Regions from separate parts of the Rattus norvegicus genome. Here region 2 is linked to region 1. A link is a contact called in public Hi-C data. All regions are on one chromosome and are shown on one strand. The core of a region is the stretch at or near the end of the contact, and the rest is flanking DNA. Distances in the headings are between cores, read along the strand shown. Region 1 has its middle 51 kb from the start of Ropn1. Region 2 overlaps Kalrn (kalirin, RhoGEF kinase).

Region 1 (4,989 bases), core at 1,188-3,687:
AAAATGTATTTCTCCATACAGATGATTTGTCTTTCGAACCCAGGGCCTTGTGTGTGCATAGACAAACATACTACTACCGCTTACCTACATCCCCGAACTTTAATATATTTCTCTTGATTGATAAGTTTATTGGACACCTATTAGGAGCCACATGTAGGAGGATCAAGTTTTCCATATTGCTGGGGACTTAGGACTTCCCTGAAACACAAGAATGTTCATAGTTGAAACCAGGAATGTCCCATGCAAAACAAGATGGTCACCCCCCAAAAGTTCCTCACTAGCTACCAGCTCTAAAGGAGCAGAAAAAATAGATGCACTCTCCTCCTGCATGGGGCTCTATTTTAACTTTCACTTCCTCATAATGACACTAGGCTTGCAGGCCGTAACTGCTTTCAAACCGTGCACGTCAGGTTTTGTTACACAGCAATCAAGGCCGGCCAGCACTTGCAGGTGTTAACAGTACCAATCTCAGAGCACAGTTGGCTATCTGTTAGGAGGAGAGATGAAGGGCTTTGGGCAAAGGGAGGGAAAGCAGAAGTTCAGTTCATGAATGTGGTCATTGTTCAGTCAGCTATAAATTCCAACCAACTGGAATCATAGCCCGAGCCAATTGTCTGTTTTTCTTGGATTATCAGGCAGGCTCCATTTCCAGGTTCTCAGCCCCTTGCTGACACTGACGCTGACCTGTTGGGTGGAATGATGTCTGTTCTGGAGAGGGCCAGAGTTATCAGCCTCTCCTGGGGGGATGTGTAGGTAATCTGATGGCGGCATGTGCAGGTTTGGCCCTCATAGCTGTCTAGGACTTGACATTTCCCCATCGTTATCCCATGCACCCTCCTGTTAATGGCTGGATACTAGATTAAAGAAAAAAACCCCTCCCAGTCTTGGGTCAAGAGCATATGGGTGATTTAATACCCTCTTAGAATGTCATGCCTCTCAGATAAATAACATACACTCTTGATCTTAACACTCTAAAATTCTATCACACACACACACACACACACACACCACCACCACCACCACCACCACCACCACCACCACCACTGCCACCGCCACTGTTAGCAGCAGCCACTCAACTAAAGCAAAGGTTTCAGTTTCTCCATTCCAAAAGACTGCTGGACTTTTCTCTTTTTCCTCAGCCTCTATCTCTGTCAGTCTTTCATAAAACCACCACTGCTTCCTTTTTTTTTTTTTTTTTGGTTCTTTTTTTTTCGGAGCTGGGGACCGAACCCGGGGCCTTGCGCTTCCTAGGCCAGCGCTCTACCACTGAGCTAAATCCCCAGCCCCCCACCACTGCTTTCTAATGCCAAGTGGCGGCATGCTACATGTCACAAACCCATCATCTTAGATAGATGGCACTGGAGCTCAAACTACATATTATTGACCCCTCTTTCAGATGAAAACACTGAGGGTTAGAGACATTTTGAGTCATGCGTTATAAATGGACAAGAGAAGAATTTGAATCCTCCCCTAGCAACTCCCAACTGAGAGTGGTGTGATGGTCTGAGAGAGAGCATGTGTTATGTACTTGAAGAAGCCCCTGGAGAGTTTAGAGGTATTTATGGTGTGACTGGACTTCGAGAGGAGAGGGGATTTTGTGTCTGTTGACTTGTATTTTGTTGTTGCTGCTGCTGCTGCTGCTGTTTGAGGAGAGATGAAGGAGACAGCAAACACTGGGAGCCAGAGAGGCTTGTCAAAAACCTTGGCCGGGATTGGAAAGATGGCTTAGTTGGTAAAATGCCTACCACATAAGCATGGATTCTCAACACCCATATAAAAGTCAGATCTGATGTATGGGCAATCCCAGAGCCAGGGACACGCAGAGACAAGCAGATCCAATAGGTCATTGGCCAACTAGCTTAGCCAGTCAGTGAGCTCTGGGTTCAGTGAGAGATCACCTCTCAAAACGTAAGGCAGAAAGCTAGGAAGACAGCCAACAACAGCCTTCTTCCTACAGAAACATGCACACGCATGCACAAACACACACATGTGCACCTACACAAATATATATATATACATATATATACATAAATAGTACATACACACAGAAAGAAATAAGAGAAAGAGAGAGAGAGAGAGAGAGAGAGAGAGAGAGAGAGAGAGAGAGAGAGAGAGAAACTTGATCTATTGCCCTGGATAAGATCAAATGTTAATTTGATTTACAATTATACGTGAGTTAGAGATTTGAGGCAATAAGGAATTAATTTCAAAAAATGCCTTAGAAGGGTTTTTTTTTTAAGAGCAGCTTTTCAACAAACAAAACTAAAACACTTAATTTCATTTTCATGGAATTTTTATAGCAAAGATGCCTTAAGTGGCCGGGAGCCACCCTTTGGAAAGAAGCAGACCAAAAAAGCTAAGGAATCTTCTATGTGTCACACAGCCTGAGCACAGTGATCATTGAGGTATGGCCCTGAGGTCTGAGCGTGACCACATCATTACTCATGCCAGCCACTGGCACCGTCATCAGAGTGGCGCAGAGATCCCGGCATGAGCATTAACGAATGAAGAAAGGGGGGCCTGGAGCTCCCCATCCCCGGTGTCTTACAGACTACTACTAGCTCTGTACCAGTGCTAACTTTATTGACTTAGATAAACAAATAAATAAATTGAATAAGTGATGTCCCAAAGTGACAAAAAGCCACCGTGCTGAATCGTAACTCCATCTCTTCATCTCCTTGCACCACACCTCCAGGGGAGCCCGGCCAACTGGGAGAAGGATATATTGGATGCCAGGATACATAGGGCACGGTGCCTGACTTAAGTGATGTCAAATTTTTAATTAGGGATATGGGAAAGACGGAGATGACAAAGACTTCCTGTCATCTAGAGGTCAGGGCCACTTGGTCTTTTGTCCGGTGGCACGGTGAACATCTCCACCTCGCCAATCCTGCTGCACTTTCACAGCATGTTCGGTCCGCATTACTGAGTCAACAGATCAGCATCATGCCTGCGGTTGGTCACCCTTTTCTGTCTCTCCCCTGTAATGTTTGATCTGGCTTATCCTCCTGCATTTTTTGGCTGCCTGCTTTCCCGCTGCCTGTCAGTCAAGTTTTGCTCGGTAAACATTCCAAAGTCCCGGGATCACTAGTACCCACTTGGGTGCCATATCTACTGTTCTGGGTTATCCTATCATGTACATATATAGGATGTGAGACAGGGAAGATGTGGAGGCTTATGAACATAATTATTGGCAAGAAGAACCCATAATATGTGTATATATGTATATGTGTATATATATGCATGTATATATGTATATGTAAAATGTGATATATGTGTGTACATGCCAATATGTATGTATATGTATGTACATATGCATATATAAAAGTATATATGTGTTGTTCTTGCCAATAATTATGTTCATAGACCTCCACATCTTGTCTCTCACATGAGTGTATGTGTGTGTGTACATGATACAGATAACCCAGAACATTACAGCACCCAAATGGGTACTAGTGGCTCAGGACTTTGGAATAAACATATATATTCTGAATATATACTGGAATATATATATGTGTGTGTGTGTGTGTGTGTGTGTGTGTGTGTGTGTGTGTACAATATAGTTTGGAGGGATTCTGAGTTACACTTAGTTCTCAGCGATCTTTGCTGGTATAGATGAAGAGTAATGTGGACACACAGCAGATATATTTTTTTAAGCCAAAGCTTAGTTTTCTGCCCTTCACTGCGCATTGTAAAGACAGTTGTGTAGACAGACCTGTGGGACCATCAGCACAATCGAGTCAGAGCATCTCCCAGTAGCTCAGAGCTCTCCTCTGCCAAGTCTCAAGCATCTACGAGGGACCAGAGAGTATGCACTCCCAGGAGTTATTTTTATTTGACTTTGGAATGGCTTCTCTGATTTCTTTCCCAGTGATGTCTGGTTCAGGCTGGTATTAAAATGAGTTCACTTTCCCTACACCCACGAAGATTTGACAGGGCGTGTAGAACTGAGCCTTGAAGGAACCTGAGAGACAAGATGCGGAGGCTTGTGAACAGAATTATCGGCAAGAAGAACATTGGCTCTTCCCAGAATTCTTAGAGTATGACAAAGAATGGGCCCACCTTGCACCCTAACCCTGTTTTCAAGATCTCTCAATGTAGTTCCTTCTAAACCCCAAAGCCTAGGAACCCCGTGTTTTTTTGCCTTCCATGAACAGTCCTGTGTTCTCTGCCTTCAGTGGACAGCCTATTTGGAGACTCTGGACTCTAGATACTCAGAGTCATTGCTCCCTCTGGTGTAAACAGAGAGATGTGTTTTGTTGAAGCAGTCCCGCCCAGGGCAGCCCTCTGGGTCAGCAAGGAGCCCAGGGCAGGAAGGAAGCACCAGGCTCTCTCTCCTCCAGGACCCAGAGACTTGATGTTTGAATAGGTGAAGAGGAGGAACATAAAAGATCAGATACTGAGTGAGGAGAGGAATAGAAGAGGGAGACCTAGAGCAGATGGCCGCTGGATGTGAAAGAGAGAGGGGTGCTGGCCAGAGGGAGCCGGAAGACCAAACAAAGCACACCAGGCTGTGGGACATATATTTCTTCTACTTTTGATAAATCCTGAAAATGCACTCTTTAGACCCAAATAAATAGATTCAGACCCCGAGTAGGAGAATTCTTGAAAAGTGGGTTTCAACATGAAAACCCTGATAAATCTCTCAAACAACCTGCATGCCCTCAAGTGCCACTAGACCCGCTTAATCCCTTTAAACCTCCAATGACTTCAGCTATGGTGTTTAAAGTCTCATAAATCTACACTAGCTTAAAATAGGGAAATATAAATCACAGCCAGGAGCTTAAGGGCAGGGACAGAAGACGGGCACCCCGTGCCACTCAAAACCACGACACAGGCTTTTCATCAAAATTCCCCAAGACAGCTAAACAAAAGGTGCTTGAGTTTTAGAGTTGTAGCTCCATAAGTTCTCAATTTGTCCTCTTTTCTTTTGTTTCTTTGTTTAGTTTTTTTCCCAAGTGGGTTAAAGAGAAAAACAAACAAGCAAAC
Region 2 (4,989 bases), core at 1,572-4,071, 260 kb before region 1:
TGTTCTGTGACCTAATAAAAGAAGTTATCAAGTTCTAGAGTTCTAAAATTGGGGAGGTTGATCATCAAGATTTAGCACTGCATTGTTTCTCTTAAAACTATTTTAAAACATCTGTATATATATATTCCTCTGCAGAGAGGACCCATAGCTTTTATACAATAGGGCTCTATGACCCTCCCCAAATTAAGAATCATGGGTCTAGTTCTGTTGTAAAACAAGATTAAACAGTGAAGAACTCAACTGCAGCCGGAAGTATACTACAAAACGATTTGTGTGTGTGTGTGTGTGTGTGTTGTGTGTATGTGTGTGTATGTGTGTTGTGTGTATGTCTATGTGCCTTGTGTGTTGTGTGTGTATGTGTATGTGTGTTGTGTGTGTGTGTGTTGTGTGTGAGTGTGTTGTGTGTGTATGTGTGTGTGTGAGAGAGAGACAGACAGACAGAGGGGAGAGAGAGAGAGAGAGAGAGAGAGAGAGAGAGAGAGAGAGAGAACAGAGACTGAAATGCCTCAATGAATTTACAGAACCATCCATATCCCTGCCCCTTTCCTCCACTCTCCCTGAAGAACTGATCATTCCTGAAGTCATTGGCTGGAGTCGTGAGTAGCTGCTGGCATTCATCTGTTTCTTGGCAGCATCATTCATCACCGAGGCCAGGGAAAGCGCCTGTAATTCTCTCCATTCACCTGTTTGAAACGATGCCAGCCCTCTTTGTAGGAAGCTCCTTTTAATAACAAGCCCGTAAACTTCCCAGAAAACAAGGGCACTGAGCTGCATTTATGAAGCACGGGTGTCCATGCAATTTGACCAAACAATCCTGGGATTTCCCTTCCCTTCCTCAGCAGCCTGAGAGGAGAGCCAGCCTAATCAGGCTACAGACGTCTGGTCTTGCTGCTGCTTGCTGCTGGCTCAGTCACTGAGGAGCTAAGGGAGGCTGTGGATGGATTGCTTCACACTAATTGGCTATTGGTATTAAATCTTCCCCCTTCCAGGTTCAGAAGATGCTCTCCTCAGTATTTCCTTCCTTGTTTTTGTCCTGAAAATGACTTCCACAGTAGATTTGTCACCGTAAAGGTTTTCAGTGTGCCGTTAACTCATAGTTACCCACGGTAACTGGGGAGAGCAGTAATGCAGATAATTCACAGCCAAAGGCACTCTCTGTCTAGCTCTTAACGCATGGTTCAAGGGGCTTGGTGGCAGCCTTACCTCCCTAATTATGTTTGCCTTTGCTGCTTATTAAAATGAGCCTGACTGCCTTCGGGGCCAGGCAGTTGGGTGATGTGAAAATTCTGACACAGAATTTGTAACTGTCTTCAGGGGAAACTCCACAAGGCACACAGATAATCAAACTTGACTAGATTTGACTTCACAGTCTAATCACCTGTGATCAATTACTTTGTTCCTGTGGGACTGAGTCTGGGATAAGAAATAATTATAGTTGGGAGGGGAGGGGTAGCTACATTTAGATGAGTACACAAGACTGGGTTGTGCCCCAGTGTCATCACAGGACCATGTTGGTTTTCCTACCTGGCTTCACGATCTTGTTTTCTGTGGTTAATGATCTCCCTGTGCAAACCTTACAGTGTCCATCTCTGGTTAACAGCCTGTGGTGGCTCCCTACGCCTGTTACGACTGTTCCCAATCAGCCCGCAGTGGAGCAACATGACCCTGTCCCCTTAAAGTTGTAGATGGGTACTGAGGTTGATACTGACCACGGAAATGTGCCTGGAAACTGACCAATGGACACGTCACTTCTTAGAGCCTGCTGTGTTTGGTCTCACACTTTGTCAGGCCAGTGTCTGGCAGCATCTGAGATGGTGGCTGCTCTAACTCTGTCACTGGTACCTGCGATGAGCCTACTTTGAGCTGGCTTCCAGCTGCTTAGAGTTTAATGTCCTGGGTTAACTTAGCGTATCTGGCAATGTACATCAGATGACACTGAGACCGAGTTTCAGCTCTGTGTGCGGACAACGAACGACCACAGGATAGAATCATTTCTTCTTCAGCGTGTTGGGTCCCGTATGAAGCACATTTAAAACAATTCCGTTGATTTGTTGACCATGGAATTTTCTTCCTTACCCCGCCATCTTCCAGATTCCCGTTTGTCTCCCACTCTCAGGGGCAAAGCTGCAAAGGGTGAAGAATACCCTTTGTTTCTTTCAGGGAAGATGGTGGAGCTGTGTCTTTGGACCAACAGAGCCAGAACGAGGGAGTAGAAACAAACAAACAAAAAAAAAAAACAAAACAAAACAGTGTCTTTGGTGGATGCATTCGTAGGCTCCATGTGTTTGGAATATAAGAAGGTTTAAGGACAAAGATTTCAAAAGGAAGCCTTGAAGCGTTGACACAGGAAGCATAGCATCCCCAAAGCTGGTGTCTGAGTGATCACGTGCTACCCACTCTAGACTCCCAGGTCTACCATGATACCTGCATTTACTGATGACCTACCATGGGCCAGACACAGTTCCAACTTCTTTACCATTATCTTGTTGATTCCCTGAGCAAACTTCTGGGATAGTTACAATTTATATGTCACAGATGAAGAAGTTAAAACATTGAGGTAAACCCCTGTGGCCACGTTGAGAGTAAATGGTCTCTTCTAACTTCAAGCCCACCCGAACACTCCCATCATGTGTGCTCCCTCCCGTGTCCCTCCCCTCCCTGTCAGTCACACTGCCGACTCCACAGACTGCCGTCCTCTGGAAACTTCTGCCTTCTAGAACAACATAAAACAATTCTTCTCCCTTCTCTCTGACTCAACACTCAACTATCTGAAGGCAACAATCGTGCGTCCCATAGGGTTCTCCCTCCCTCTGTGAGCAGCCACAAGTCATTCAACACTTCCCCATACAACATAGCTTTAAGCCCTTCTCTGTCCCTGCTCAGTGACTCACACATGCTGGGGACCAAAAAAAAAAAAAATGTCAGTGAAGTCAGTGACGTGGAACTGGTGACTCTCTGGCCTTTCAGCCTTGTCTAAGCTACTGCCCCCTACAACCCCAAGGCACATTCCTTTCATGGTGCAAAGTGGAGTGGAGATCTGCTGTAGGAACAGCTGGCTGGCCCAGCGCCCTGCACAGGTCCCCATATTGGAAAGTGCACTGGTAAAGGATTTGAGTGGTCAGTGCTCCCTATTCTAATTCGTTTGCTCCTCCTCTTCCTTTGTCCCAGCCGGCCCTTTCTTGTCCTGTCCCAGAGGCACACTGAGAACGACCTTTCCACTCACCATGGAGTTCATGGCAAAGTGATTGTGCTGTGTCTGGAGGTCTAGTGCATGCTGGTAGCTGACTCCGATCTCTGTGTGGCTCTGAAGAAATAACTCCTTGTTGTGGCTTATCCAGTCGAACATCTAGAAGGGAGAAGAAGGGGACAAAGTGACGAGAAAGGTCACAGGTCAAGCAGAACAAAGCATTCAAAGCTACAGAGAAGAATAAAGCCCTCTAGCTGTTTCCCAAGGAGAAGCTGCTATCTCCCTGGAGTCAGGGTAGGCTACAGGCTGAGTTTACAGGAGAATCCTCATTTCTTTGGCATAAAAATTCACAGGAAGCTTCCGTCTCTCTATAGAGCCTAGGGAAAAGAGACCATGAGGGCGAGAAGTGGGATAGGATGGTGGTGGTTATTATCCCAAGGTAGCTACTGGCCCTTTGTAAAGTCTTTAGAATGCTTTGAGGACCGGTACTGAGAGAGCAAGCCAGGAGGCCTAGCCCACTCATTCAGGTAGCCATGACTTCTCCTGGAAGTCCCCACACAGAAGGAGACTCACCAGAGCCACAGTTCCAGGAAGTTCCTAGCTCTTTAGGATACCAGATATAAGAACCAGTGCATGTTCCCTCCCAAGCACTCAGTCTGTCTCAGAAATGAGAATATGATGTAGTCGATGCAATAAAGAAAGTAGGGACATTTGCGAGAAACTGCCGGGGAGCACTTCTTTTTTTTTTAATTTTTTAAAGATATTTTTATTTATTATATATATGAGTACACTGTCGCTGTCTTCAGACACACCAGAAGAGGGCATCAGATCTCATTACAGATGGTTGTGAGCCACCATGTGGTTGCTGGGAATTGAACTCAGGACCTCTGGAAGAGCAGTCGGTGCTCTTAACCACTGAGCCATCTCTCCAGCCCCGGGGAGCACTTCTTTAGGCATGGTGTCTCTTCCTTTGACACTGTCTTGCGTGTCACCAATTCTGCCTGCTGTAGCCATCTACCACACGCCAATAAAAGCAAAGGGTGGAGTCAAGGCGGCTGCAGCAAACAGCCAAACCCCTGATTGAGCTGAGCCTAAGTTCCATCTTCTCTCTGGACTTCTGAGGACCTGAGGCGAGACTCTCCCCCTCTATTACTCAGTCCACTCTAAGTTAGGGTTTGTAGTTTGCTGTCCAGAACACTCAGGTGAGACAGCCAGGCAAGGTGTGGGCAGCACCTGTGAAGAAGGCCACTCTTCTCAGGCTGTGTGTGTGTGTGTGTGTGTGTGTGTGTGTGTGTGTGTGTGTGTGTGTGTGTGTGGTGGTGGTGGTGGTGGTGGTGGTGGTGAGAGGACCAGATAAGCTAAGACAGGGTATGAACTGCTCTGGCTTTTCCGTGCTCTCTTCTCCTTACAGAGAAAACTAAGCTTGCTTTTCCATTTAAGTCTAACCAGTGTGCATGGGATGCCTGCCATGCCCAAGGTGACATAGGGTCAAAAATGTTAAAAAGGTGGTTCTTGAAATTAGGTGGCTTTTATGAAGTGTAAAAGCTGATGTGGATCAGATTCTGTTTGCTTAGAGAATTTCATACTGAGTAAAACACGTTTTCATCATTAAAATTCCTCTCTTCCCTCCAACTCCTCCATGTCCCCCAGCATCCTCTCAAATTCATGAACGCTTTTTCGATAATTATTATTGTTTCTTTTGTGTGTGTGTGTGTGTGTATGTGTGTATGTATGTATGTATATGGTGTGTGTGAATATATGTGTATATGTATATGGTGTGTGTGTCTGTGTGTGTGAATGTA

The links. A called contact is a pair of places that touch in the nucleus more often than the background predicts.
Region 2: a contact with region 1 is called in a Hi-C map of the A7r5 cell line, with 4 times the contacts expected there. The contact joins two enhancer-like sites. A contact is called at or near these places in 10 of 12 Hi-C or Micro-C datasets (the A7r5 cell line, the Rat2 cell line, Schwann cells and 5 more).

What each region holds. Positions count from the first base shown.
Region 1 is chr11:79,680,784-79,685,772 of GRCr8, reverse strand. No RefSeq gene overlaps it. Among named protein-coding and RNA genes, the nearest start is that of Ropn1, 51 kb to the right of the region's middle. Within about 2 kb of position 2,437, at least 12 of the 93 cell types and tissues checked have an H3K27ac peak or open chromatin away from gene starts, as enhancers often do. A contact at or near this core is called in the A7r5 cell line, where this site is marked.
Region 2 is chr11:79,941,958-79,946,946 of GRCr8, reverse strand. It overlaps Kalrn (kalirin, RhoGEF kinase), which reads right to left. Exons shown (of 60, transcript NM_032062.2): 6 at 3,224-3,346. Among named protein-coding and RNA genes, the nearest start is that of Kalrn, 180 kb to the right of the region's middle. Within about 2 kb of position 2,821, at least 9 of the 93 cell types and tissues checked have an H3K27ac peak or open chromatin away from gene starts, as enhancers often do. A contact at or near this core is called in the A7r5 cell line, where this site is marked.